2 separate regions of the Mus musculus genome follow, and region 2 is linked to region 1. A link is a contact called in public Hi-C data. All regions are on one chromosome and are shown on one strand. The core of a region is the stretch at or near the end of the contact, and the rest is flanking DNA. Distances in the headings are between cores, read along the strand shown.

Region 1 (6,216 bases), core at 3,160-5,659:
GTCATTAACTAATCCTCCCCTTAGTCCCTCACTGTCATTCTCACCTCTGACCTCACTACACATCCACTGTAAAGTCAGCCACTTGGGTCACTATGTCCCAGCCCCTAGGACTTTCATCTCTACATTACCCACTTTTGTCACCATGCCTTGACCTCTTCTGACCACAAGCTGAGTTGAATTCATCACTTCCCTGAATTGCTGTACTTCTGAAACTGTATATACTCCAAAACTCCCTCATCCCCACATCTTGTTCCTCCAGATGTCAATACAGGTGTCATCCAATCAGACAGCAGCCGCCAGCTGGATCCCACCTGCTCCCTAACCCATCAAAATTAGTCTGTGTGCCTCTGCTGTCATTTTTCATCCTAGACTCTGCTCAGTCAACTCAATTCTTTGCCTCTGACCTGTTTCCTTGTATCCAATTCCTCACCCATTCCTGCTCCTCCCCTTCCTTCTCTCAACTCTTCCTCCTTCTGTCTTTACATCACATTTTCTTCCTGAGTGACCTCATCTACTCTCACAGTTCTGACTGCCACTAATAAACGGATGCTTTCTAAATGTCCATCTCCAGCCAGAGTGGTCCTGTAAATCCCAGAGCCACATAACTGTCTACTGGGCATTCCAAAAAGTGTTTCAAACTCAACTTGTCAAAACTGACTTACTCATCAGTCCTCTGCAGTGGGAGTGGGAAATGTGATCTTCCTCTAGTGTCCTTCGAGGGAGTGAATGGCACATCATCTCCATAATGTCTCTAAGGAAAACGGGTGGTCCTTCATGCTTTTCTTTCCTCTAGCCCCATGTGTTCTTCTCAGTTTGGCCAGTTGTACTTATTCCCAAGTATCTAAGGAACACAATCTATGAGCCTGATTCAAATCTTACATGATTACAGTTGTTGGTTGTAAACAGAAACTAGATCTCAATATTTTGGAATGTGTGTGTGTGTGTGTGTGTTCAAAGGCACACAGGCAGTTCCTTTGGAAAAACAGGAACCAGTGGCTTACAGATATAAGAAACCAAAGGAGCACCACTAACTAAGTCAGCTTCTGAAACTTGTACCTCATAAGCAATCTGCCACAGTCACCTTGGCAAGACACTCTAAATACAGTAGCCAGTAACCTCTTTTTATAAAATAGAAATCCAGTTTTATCTCTGTCCTTAAAACTCTTCACTGGATAATCAGAGTTTTCAGAATAAAACCCCTAAATCTTCAACATTCATGAACTAGCACCTGTTGACCCAACCTTTGCCCATTCATCGCCTCTCCTCCTACCTTATACCTTATACTAGCTAGGGCCCATTGAACTGAGTTCAGTTCTCCAAATGTGTAAATTCCCTATCTCCATACTTTGGTGTTTCTACCAATAACAGCAGTAAAACACAACCAAGATGGTTTAAGTGAAGAAGTACATTCAAAGGCATGGGAAGTGCAGAGTGGGATAAGAAAAGAAAGAAAGAAAGAAAGAAAGAAAGAAAGAAAGAAAGAAAGAAAGAGAGAGAGAGAGAGAGAGAGGGGGGGGAGGGAGGGAGGGAGGGAGGGAGGGAGGGAGGAAGAGAAGAGAAGAGAAGAGAAGAGAAGAGAAGAGAAGAGAAGAGAAGAGAAGAGAAGAGAAGAGAAGAGAAGAGAAGGTACACACAGTTCTCACAGGCCAGAAATGATGGTAAGTGACTACTGTCGAAGGCTGAAGGGGCAAAAGGAGAAAGTCCTGACAACAGAAGATCTGGTCTCCTAGACAGGAAGGCCCATCATTAGCACTTACTGTTGGGATGCAACTACTCCAGGACCAGGCTGCCCACCCCCACCCTGTATCCTCTCCATCTTGTCCAGTGTTCCTTCACAGGATCTCTCAGTCTGTTTAGTAGTGGAGTCATGTGTGTGACTTCTACATAATCAAAGTCTTTCCCTATGTTACCATCCCGATGCACACACACAGTATCTGGCACAGATGGCTGCCTAACTGATTTTTAAGATCATTTAAAATTACTTTTACATTTTGCTGTGTAGACTCTGAAGTCAATACACTCAGAGTCAATGTAAGAAAAGTGGGGTGTTTCAGGTAGCGCTTGTGGAGGTAATTTTAAATATAATTTTTAATGTTAGTTTATTTTTCTATGTATGTGTGTGAATGTGTGTGCACCACATGCAGGAGCCCATGGAGGCCAAAAAAGGGCACATTAGACACCATAGAAGTAGGGTTACCAGTGGTTATGAGGGACCACATGGCTACTGGGAACCTAACACAGGCTCCTCAGCAAGAACAGCCTGTGCTCTTAACCACTGAGCCATTTCTTCAGCCTCAGAGCTATTTATTGAGAGAAGAAAGCTACCACTGTGTTAGGTTCTGTCTGACTAGAAATCTCTCCCCCAAGAAAACCAGCTATATCCAGTTACAACGTAGACAGCAGTTTCCCTGACTTTTCACAGAAACCAGGGAGAACTCTATTACATAAGCCAGAAGGTGAGGGGTAGCATCTGCCTTCTCACTAGACAGATGAGAGTCCCAAAACAGGAAGCTGGCTGGAGGGAAGAAGATGGGGAAACAAAGCTTCACTGAGAATGACCAGGTGTCCCTTGGCCCCACAGCTGGCGTATGGAAATGGTGGTGACATGTCCCATAAGAAAAAAAGTAGGTTTGCCCTCTAAGAGTAAAGTTAAGCCAAGACATAAGACAAGGAAAGCTGCCAGCTCTGAGACCTATACAATATGACTGCAATCTAATGTCTTAAACTACACGTCTTGGGGGCCTAGGGAGATGGCTAAGTGGTGATGAGTGCTTGCTACTTTTCCAAAAGACTGAGTTCAGTTCCCATCACCCAGGTCCAGAGGGTCACAACCACCTATAACAACTCCAGCTCCAGAGGACCCAAGGCCCTCTACCGGCCTCCTCGGGCACCCACACTCACGTGGCACGCATACACATAAATACAAATGGAATAAATCTTTAGAATACATGCTTTATGAGTTTAGGTAAGGTACATCCAGCCATCGGCATCCGCTTGGCACTGGAACACAGACAAGAGTGAGCCTGTGAGATTTCAGAGAGAAGGACTTGTCAGCCCTTGGACCAAAGTGAATTCATTAAGATGTAGATTGTACTCAGAGCCAGACTCAAGGTCGATTTCAGCTCTAATTTGAACTTTTACCGTAGATTCTAACCCAATGGGGAATTTTTTTTAATGAAAAAATTTGGTATCATTGCTCAAGGACAAATGTGGAATCCATGGTCCCGTTTTTCCTCCTCTGTAAAAGGGGGGAGGAGTCAAGTCCTCACTCTCTTCCAGCCACTGTTAGGATGACCACATGCCAGAAGATTCCCTGTAGACATGGTAGTGCCTTGAAGTTGAGTGTTGTGTTGAGCAGTGAGCCCTGCCTAGCCTTGACCCCATTCCTATGGGTCAAAACATTATGAGTCTGAACATTATGAATACCTGCCCCTGGTTCTCCTTTATATCCAGAAGAAAAGAAAAGGAAAAAAAAAAAAAAGGTTACCATAACTTCTGGCTGAAATAATGAAATGAGGACAGTTTTCCAGCAGCAGGAAATTGTCAGACGACATGAGCAGGGGAAGTGTCTAGTCAGGCCAGCAGCAAACCTTGGAAAAACTGGAAACGGGGAGAGGTGGGCTCAAGCAAATATCCAGCTTAGAAGGGGAAAGGAACTCAAAATGCCAGAGACCCCTCAAAGGGAGTGGGGAGCTTTTCAACTCCTGCGACTATGAGGGTTACAGGGGAGTGGTGGGCTGTGTATCAAGGTCGGAAAAAGACAAAGCTCTTGGTCTGAGTTTGCATAAATAGGGAAGAGTCAAAGAGAAGAAAATGGCTAAGAGCCTGAATTTGGACTAAAGTAAATTCCGTCAACATGATTAAATATACACAAGGCGCAGAGAGGAAGCAGGAGCCAGCACCCAGGCTCACCATAGGAGCCAAGCCACAAAGTGCTCACACAGTGAGTCTGTCTGGGGGCTGGGTAAAGGAAAGTCAGTCCAGAGGCCTGATGTCAACTCCACAGCAGCATACAGAAGCAAACATGAAATGTGTGCCAACACCAAATGGCCCCCAAGTCATCACCCACGGGTTTAACTCTTGCTTGTGCCGGGCAAAGTCAGACCCAAATGTCTGACTTCTGTGGATCTTCTTTATAGAATGTGTTTTTGATAATACCAGTTCCTCTTACCCTGTGAGGTTCTAAGAGTCAAATATAATGCCACAAATGAGGGAAAGATCAAGTATCTGATGTTCAGCTGGACAATTATGTCCCCTTCCCTCAAGAACACGTACGTGTTCGTATTGGATGAGCGAGCGCCAGGCCTGGCCTTGGTTTTCCTCACCTCCACCCACACCCCTCCCACCCCGAGCACACAGCTTTCTTCCTTCTTTGCAGCAAGCCAAGCTGTACCCCAGCTGTGGCCTGCCCATGCTTTTCTTCCTCTCTTCCCTCAGAGCCCTGCTCAGCAACAGCCTTATAGGTTCTGGGAGCCCAGCCCACTTCCCCCTGCTGAATTGCTGGGCTCCCCGCTTCCCTATAGATTACATCACTCCCTGGAAAACCGGCCTGGTGCAGCATCCTGGAAACAATCCACCTTGCGGCAGCCCAGCACAAAGGACAGATGCACCTTCTTTCCCGTGCTCCTTAGCTAACGAGGATGGTCGGGAAGGAGGAGTCTGCGCTAGTCTAGGCCCTTCTGGAGCTTTGTGGGGCTCTCTGGAAGCTCGCAGAAGTAGGCATAATGGCATCTGGGCCATTAGGTGGCATCTCAGAGGAAACCTCATTCTGTCTTTGTTCCTTCTCCACCTACTCAGGTAGCTGCCCAAGGCGTCTACTTGCCCTTTGCCCCAGCAAACATGTCCTAAACAAGACATGCGCAATGACCACATCAGTTTACCTGCCAGTGCGATGGGGAGATCTCATAAGACCACTGGATGAAGAGCTACAGGCAATTAATGGCTTTTGAGGGAATCAGTGTTTTCCAGGGATGAGTCCCTCGATAGGCTGGCCCAAGTGGTCAGCCCCAAACACATCTGAGCAATACTAAATGAACTTACTCAGGTGCATGCATGTATACATATATAAACATATACACATATATGTAAATAATGTGTATAAAACATTACAGAAGAAAAGATCATGCTTTTGAGAGGGCATGGAAAGAAGACAATGGAGGTGCAGTGGTTTGAATAAGAATGGTCAGCATAGGCTCATATATTTACTTAGTCATCAGGGAGTGACAACTATCTGGGAGAGATAGGAATTGCAGCCTCGGAGAGTATGTAGCCTTATTGGAGGAAGTGTGTCACTAGGGGTTGGGCTTTAAGATTTCAGAAACACAAACCAGGCCCAGTGTCTCTGTCTTCCTGCTGCCTGCAGATTCAAATGTAGAACTCCCAGCTCTTTCCCCAGCACTGTGACTGCTGAATGCAGCCATGATTCCTTCCACGGTGATGATGGGCAAAACCTCTGAAACTGTAAGCCAGCCCCCGTTAAATGCTTGCCTTGAAGAGTTGCCTTGGTCATGGTTCTCCCTGCAGTAATAGAATGCTGACTAAGACAGGGGTGGGGAGTGTAAATACAGCATCATGTATGAAGTTCTCAAATTTTACAAAGAAAAAAAGAAAGAGAAAAAGAAAAAGAAAAAGAAAGAGAGAGGGAAAAAAAGAAAAAGAAAAAGAAAAGGAAGAAGAAAAAGAAAAAGAAAAAGAAAAAGAAAAAGAAAAGGAAGAAGAAAAAGAAAAAGAAAAAGAAAAAGAAAAAGAAAAAGAAAAAGAAAAAGAAAAAGAAAAAGAAAAAGAAAAAGAAAAAGAAAAAGAAAAAGAAAAAGCAGGCAGAAGTGGTGTACACCTTTAATCCCAGCACTCAGGAGACAGGAACAGGCAGATTTCTGAGTTTGAGGCCAGCCTGGTCTACAGAGTGAGTCCTGGACAGCCAGGGCTATACAGGAGAAATCCTATCTTGAAAAAAGAGGGGGCTAAGAGGGGCGCTTAAGATCATCACATGTTTTTTACTTCACCCTTTTTATGAATACATTTATTATTATTATTTAGTTATATTAATCACGTTGTTCTGATTAGAAATACAGAACCCAGCTAACTTGCCCATCAAATCCCTGGCTGATTGGAGACGGCTGTAGAACGTAAGCTCCCGCTGTAGAACCTTTATGCTTGCTGCTCAGTGTAAACGCACCCTCTCCCAGGTACCCAGAGGCAGAAGTCTTCACTGCTTAC
Region 2 (6,081 bases), core at 3,389-5,888, 760 kb before region 1:
GGTGTCTGTCGGTGCTGCTGTTTAGTATGATTGTGGAACCCTTAGGAGGTGGAGACTCGTTGGGGGACATATATGACCCAGGGCAGGGCTTAGAAGGTGTATAGCCTCACTCCACTTCCTGTTTCCTGCCCCACTTCCTGTTTCCTCTCTTCTGTTTTTTGAGTGTGGATAGAAAGGTTCAGCCAGCTTCCTGCCTCACCTGTCTTCCCCACCTGTGGCCATGCCCTTCTTGGCAGGGTGGACTCTCTCAGGAACTGTAAACCAAAGTAAGTTCCTACACTGCTGCTGTTTGCTGACATATTCTATCCCAGCAATGAAATGTAACTACAAATATGGTTTGTTTAATCAGGTCTTTGTTCCTCCTCCTTCTCCTCTTCCTCCTCTTCTTCTTTTGTACAAATATTGCTTTACTTGATATAATTTAGTGGGTATATCCACAGACAAATTTCTTTGTAGGAGATAAATTATAGAGCAAAAAGTACTAAGTTTTATGTTTCAAGAGATATCGTTAAACATTTCTGAAACCTTGTGCCACTTTATGCTCTCCCACTGACAAATGCCACATCTGTTGTAATTTGTGTCAGGAAAGAGCTATTTGTACTTTCCAAGTGACACTGTTGTAACTGTTCCTAGTGTTTCTATTTTCTGTTGGTATAACAAAATACCTGAAGGTGGAAACTTCACAGAGAGATTACGTTTATTCAGCCTTCAGTTTTGGAGGCTGGAAAGCCAGGATTCTTTGTCCTTTGATGGGTGACCTCATAACAAGCATCACCACGGAGAGAAGACCTATGGCAGAAATCACATAAGAGACCAGAAGCTTGAACGAGCCAAGGCCAACTTGCCCTCTTTATAACCAGAGACCCCAGAACAGCATCCATCCTTCCCGAGGACAGCATCCCCACCTTCAGCCCAGGCTCTTAAGGCTTCCACAGCCTCAAACCCAGCACTCCGGAGACTCAGCTCCAGCTGGTGGGCTTTGGAGGCCACAGTCAGACATTATCCAACTACAGCACATCACCATACCATTGCTGCAATGCTTTCACCCTGGTTCTCACAAGCAGCGGGTGAGATGGTCCTCCGCCACTGCCTCACTTCTCACTGAAGCTTGGGGAAAGTTTGTTGTTGTTGTTGTTGTTGTTGTTGTTGTTGTTGTTGTTGTTGTTGCCCTGCCTTCATTTCCCCACCCAACTCCACAGGAATCTATTTCCTTATCCCACCATGTTGAGTTAGACATGGGACTCCTCTGGGTAGAGATCTAAATTCAGTTACATGGCTTAGCTCGAGCATCCCATTGCCCTTGAGGTGAGTGTACTCGAGCTGGTTCAGGTTTCAGAATGACGCTCACAGTGCCCTGTAAGAACTGGATCTACAGCCCAATTCGACCACCTTGGCTGAGCCCCAGATCTGAGAGTGAGAGAGACATGCCCATTGGGGTACATCACTGAGAGTTGAGGTTTGTTTTGTTATACAGTATGATCAGAGGATTACTGCATGAAAGCTACTTATGAATTTTGTTGGTACTGGCAATTGTGCCGTGTGCTTTGACTTTGAGACAGGGCCTTACTAAATTGTTCCTTCTGCCCTTGAATGTGTTCTGTATCTAAGACAGACCTTGAACCTGTGATCCTCCTTCTGTAGCCTTATGAGTAGCTGGAATTTCAGGACTGTGCCACCAGATTCAACATCGCTGCTGTATTTTAAAACACTGTATATGTGTAAACACACATGTACAATTTTATAGATATACCTAGAATTTATAATTGTTATAAAGGTTTCCATGTTTTTTTCCTTTTTCCTTGTTAAGGCAGTTACTCTGTCTTTATTCTCCTATCCACAGAAACCCCCTTCCCTTTTCAAGTAACGCATGCTGTCAACCTACTGTGTGCCTGCCCATTCTTACTCTGCTGGCTAGCTTTTTGTTTATTTGACACAGATTAGACTCATCTAAAAGGAAGTCTCCACTGAGAAAGATCCGGCTGTGGGTGGGCCTGTACAGCGTTTTCTTAGTTAATGACTAATGGGGAGGGTCCAGCCCACTGTGGGCTGTTTCACCCCTGGGCTGTGGCTGTGGGTGCTATAAGAGGGAGCCATGAGAAGCCAACCAGTAAACACCACTCCTCCAGAGCCTCTGCAGAGCTCCTGGCTCCAGGTTCCCACCCACCCTACATTCCTGCCCTGACTTCCTTCTATGCTAAACAGTGATGTGGAATTGTAAGAAAAATAAACTCTGCTGGTCATGGTGTTTCACATTAGTAATAGAAATCCTAAGACACCTTTACTTATATTCCTATATATTCATTTAAAATAACAAACACAGCAGGTGATAGCCAACTAGCTGAAACATTCAATATTACTATATCACTGTATGCTACACACACACACACATCTGACATTTTGTGCTTTCCATAGTGGCACAAAATTATGAACATTGTTGCTTTCTTATTATTCTTACAAAGAAACATCTCAGGCCTTAAATTCCAGTGTGACATGCATGGCTTTCTCACTTATCATGGCTGCTGTATGGAGCCATAATCAAACCAGCCTGATATGTCAACATTTGGTCCACAATGCTGTGTCCCTAAGGCATCCATCTGGTCCCAGGGATGGTGGGCTGATGATGGGTGGTGCATTTTGCTATATGGTGCCAGCTTCTTGTGTTCAAATGTGACAATTCACATTCATAACTGCCAACAGCATTTAGGAAACTATTTCCTTCTTCCACACTCCAAGAAATAAGTAAGTGGCTTTCTGGGTTTTGTCAACTATATAGGCAAAAGCAATCCTCTGAAACTGTGTACCGGGAATTTCGGTATCTTTGCTTATTCTAGTGTGCTATCTCAACCTTGTTAATATCTGCAAGGGTTTTTTTTTTTTTTTTTTTTGGATATTGATCTTAACCATACATTGAATTTTTTTTTTACTCTAGTATTTGTCCACTGATTTTGTTTAGGTTCTTGTTTGCCTCTGGCCCAGCTCCCATTTTCCATGTCTCTCCCCTAATCTCATCTCCTCTCTTTTTCTTTCCTTTCCACCTGCTTCAGTGTGGCCACTTTTCTTCCCCTTTGTTTTGTTCAGTCAGCTCTCGCTTCTCTCTGTCCTTACCTCCTCTTGTCTCTAGCTCCCTGTGTTGATTTTAAGTGCAGAGAGCCTGGCTTGTGTCATCTATACAGCTGTGAAAGACTAAAGGTGACTGGAGCAGACACAAAGAGGCACCAAATTCTCAATTCTCAGAACTGGGTTGAGACTTTGAGAAGGTTTCCTTTTTCATGGAGAACCACCCCTAGGCCTCCTGGAGAGCCTAATCCCATAGGTCTGGTGTAGGATGCAGATGGTGTGTGTGTGTGTGTGTGTGTGTGTGTGTGTGTGTGTGTGTGTGTGTGTGCAGGACATTCCAGTACAGTACACAGTTAAGACCAACAACCTGTAAATGAGGATTGGAATGGGGGAACTGGGCTGTTGATCCCCAGTGTCCGTACCTTGCTTAGAAGACTGAAATCCAGGTTGTTGAAGTCCCAGGTGACTTGCTCCAACAGCTGTACAGCTCAGCTCAGTGCAGGACAGTCTGAGTCTGCAGGTCCATCTGGGCAGGACCTGTTCAAAAGGCAGCACAGCTGAAGTACTCCAGGTGGCCAGAAGGTGGCAGTGTAGTCGTGTGATACTCAGGCGACCTGCTGGCCCGGAGGATGCTAAAGCCAGACTGGCAAACCGTGAGGTGGGAGGGATTCTCTGGCCCTCTGACGACCAAGTTCACCCAGCATCTATTGAAGTGAGCTATCTCATGTCAAATACTCTCATTTAATCTTCATGGAAGCCCCAAATAAGGCACATTATTTCTCATCTACCAAACGGGGAAGGTAATTTCTTTGTATTCAGCTACAGTTACTGTATGTACTGCTTCCTCCAGTGTCAGCATATTAACACAAGAGACACTCCATTCATTAGTTCATTCATGCTGATCATTCCTTCCCTGCCCTTCTGTCCTCTACCCCTTCCAGGGACAGCAACGATAACTGCGTTAACCAAGGAAACGCAACGTCCATAGTTGTTCGCACTTTAACAGGTCACTGAGGAAGCAAATAACGGTTGGATCATGATGACATAAAAGCCCTGAGGTGGCCTCTGACACACAGCTAGGACAAAGGTCACACTGAATATCTGTGGACCCAGTGCGGGACCTTACTTGGCTAATGTGACATTACTGGATGATCCCTCACAGCAGTTTTCCAGGGGACATGGCTCTACAGATTCTCACCGTCTCTATGGCTCCTTTTCCTTGCATCTATCTTCATGCTTCCCTTGGCCATCAAAGGGCTGTGCCAGGCTGGTGGCCACTGAGAGAGGAGGGCTTCCCAACTCATCTCCTTCCTCTAGCTCTGCCTCTCTCCTGGTGTCAGCATCATCATCACACAGGCCACAGTAGCCCAGGCTCTCACACCTACCTGTGCTAAGTCCATCCATCTGTCTATCCATCCACCTGTCTGTCCATTTGTCCATCCACCTGTTCATGTGTCCATTCTTTATCCACGCATCCATCGGCCCTCCATCCATCCACTCAGATGCTTCCAGCATCCAGCCAAGGCCTGAGTTTGCCAAGGCTAAATTTAACCCGCAGCTGCCTCATCAGATGCTGGATATTTTCAGTGAGGAGTCTCGGGCCGCTGAGCTGGAAGCCTCTGAGGGCTGCTGGCCAGAGCTTACACCCGTGCTTTGGGTTGAGCTCAGCATCCAGGCTGTTTCGAGAACTTGTCTCTTCCACTCTCTTCCTTTTAATTTTTAAAGAGATATTGTAATGCTATCATTTCCTCCTTTCCTTTCCTCCCTCTAAACCTTCTCATGAACCTCTCCCAAAGATGGAACGAGCAACAGCCGAGAGCCAAAGAGTCAAGTGACTTAGAGAAGCGGATTCTACCCCACCCCCACAGCACTGATGGTACCGGCACCCCTCACAGCCCGCAGAGCTAGACTTCAGGCGAGTCTCTGGTGGTTGTGATGCCTGAGGGACTAAGCTTTGTAAACCTGTCTTCTGCTATCCCATTGCTGGGACTAAACACCAAGTACTAACTAGGTTTAGGTATTTTATAGAGAGCCTTTTATTTAAGACATCAAAGATTGGACTCATCCCTCAGTCCCCTCACATCCACCCTGATGGAAACTGAGGCAAGATGAGAGCAAGTGACAGAAGGACAGCTCTACACTGTCACCTGCACACTGTCACCTGCACCCTGTCACCTCCACCCTGTCACCTCCACCCTGTCACCTGCATAGTCACCTGCACACTGTCACCTCCATACTGTCACCTGCACCCTGTCACTTGCACCCTGTCACCTACACCTTGTCACCTGCACACTGTCACCTGCACCCTGTCACCTGCACCCTGTCACTTGTACCCTGTCACCTGCACTCTGACACCTGTACTCTGTTACCTGCACACCGTCACTTGCACACTGTCACCTGCACACTGTCACCTGTACCCTGCCATCTCCACACTGTCACCTGCACCCTGTAACCTCCACACTGTCACCTGCAGCAGCCTGAGTTCTCTTTATAGACCACCACGGGGGGGGGGGGGGGAAACCCTGATCCTGGGCTGCCACCTGGGCAGGAATTTCAGGATGAGCCAATAGGAGACAGAGTTGGAATTTACTAAAAGCAAAAAGGAGGGCAGCTGGGGAGGAAACACAGGTGTGGGCTGCTCACAAAGGAGTCGGGTTTCAAGAGTCCTCCTGGTGACTATGTCTGGGTTCTGGAAGCGTCTGGGGTTCGCTGCTCAGCAGGTTCCTAAGGGACACTCCCCTCCCCTACCTCTCCACTCTTGAGATTAGAAGTTGGCACTGAAGGTGCCTTTGGTGGGATTGCAATCCAGTAAGGCGCCAGGAGGAGCCCCGTAGATTGCACAAAGGGTTTGTTTAGGACCCATCTTTTCCTGTTAAGTGTGGTTTCTGGTGAGAGCCTAGGAAACCACAGGTTTGCAGGTGAGGTTTGCAAGGCCTTAAATGGATGTCATTGGCTGTGTTGTCATCCTCGACTCTCAGCTGGTGAGAGGCTTCACCCAGCTTCTGAGCTGAAGGGCACCTTTCA

The links. A called contact is a pair of places that touch in the nucleus more often than the background predicts.
Region 2: a Hi-C map of cerebral cortex shows a contact between it and region 1, with 2.3 times the contacts expected there. The contact joins two enhancer-like sites. A contact is called at or near these places in 3 of 484 Hi-C or Micro-C datasets (B cells, cardiomyocytes and cerebral cortex).

The regions. Positions count from the first base shown.
Region 1 is chr12:32,136,759-32,142,974 of GRCm38.p6, reverse strand. No RefSeq gene overlaps it. Among named protein-coding and RNA genes, the nearest start is that of Gm40374, 3.5 kb to the left of the region's middle. Within about 2 kb of position 4,409, at least 36 of the 459 cell types and tissues checked have an H3K27ac peak or open chromatin away from gene starts, as enhancers often do. A contact at or near this core is called in cerebral cortex, where this site is marked.
Region 2 is chr12:32,895,233-32,901,313 of GRCm38.p6, reverse strand. The region is part of intron 2 of Gm33484 (a long non-coding RNA gene); the gene reads left to right. Among named protein-coding and RNA genes, the nearest start is that of Gm33484, 11 kb to the left of the region's middle. Within about 2 kb of position 4,638, at least 37 of the 459 cell types and tissues checked have an H3K27ac peak or open chromatin away from gene starts, as enhancers often do. A contact at or near this core is called in cerebral cortex, where this site is marked.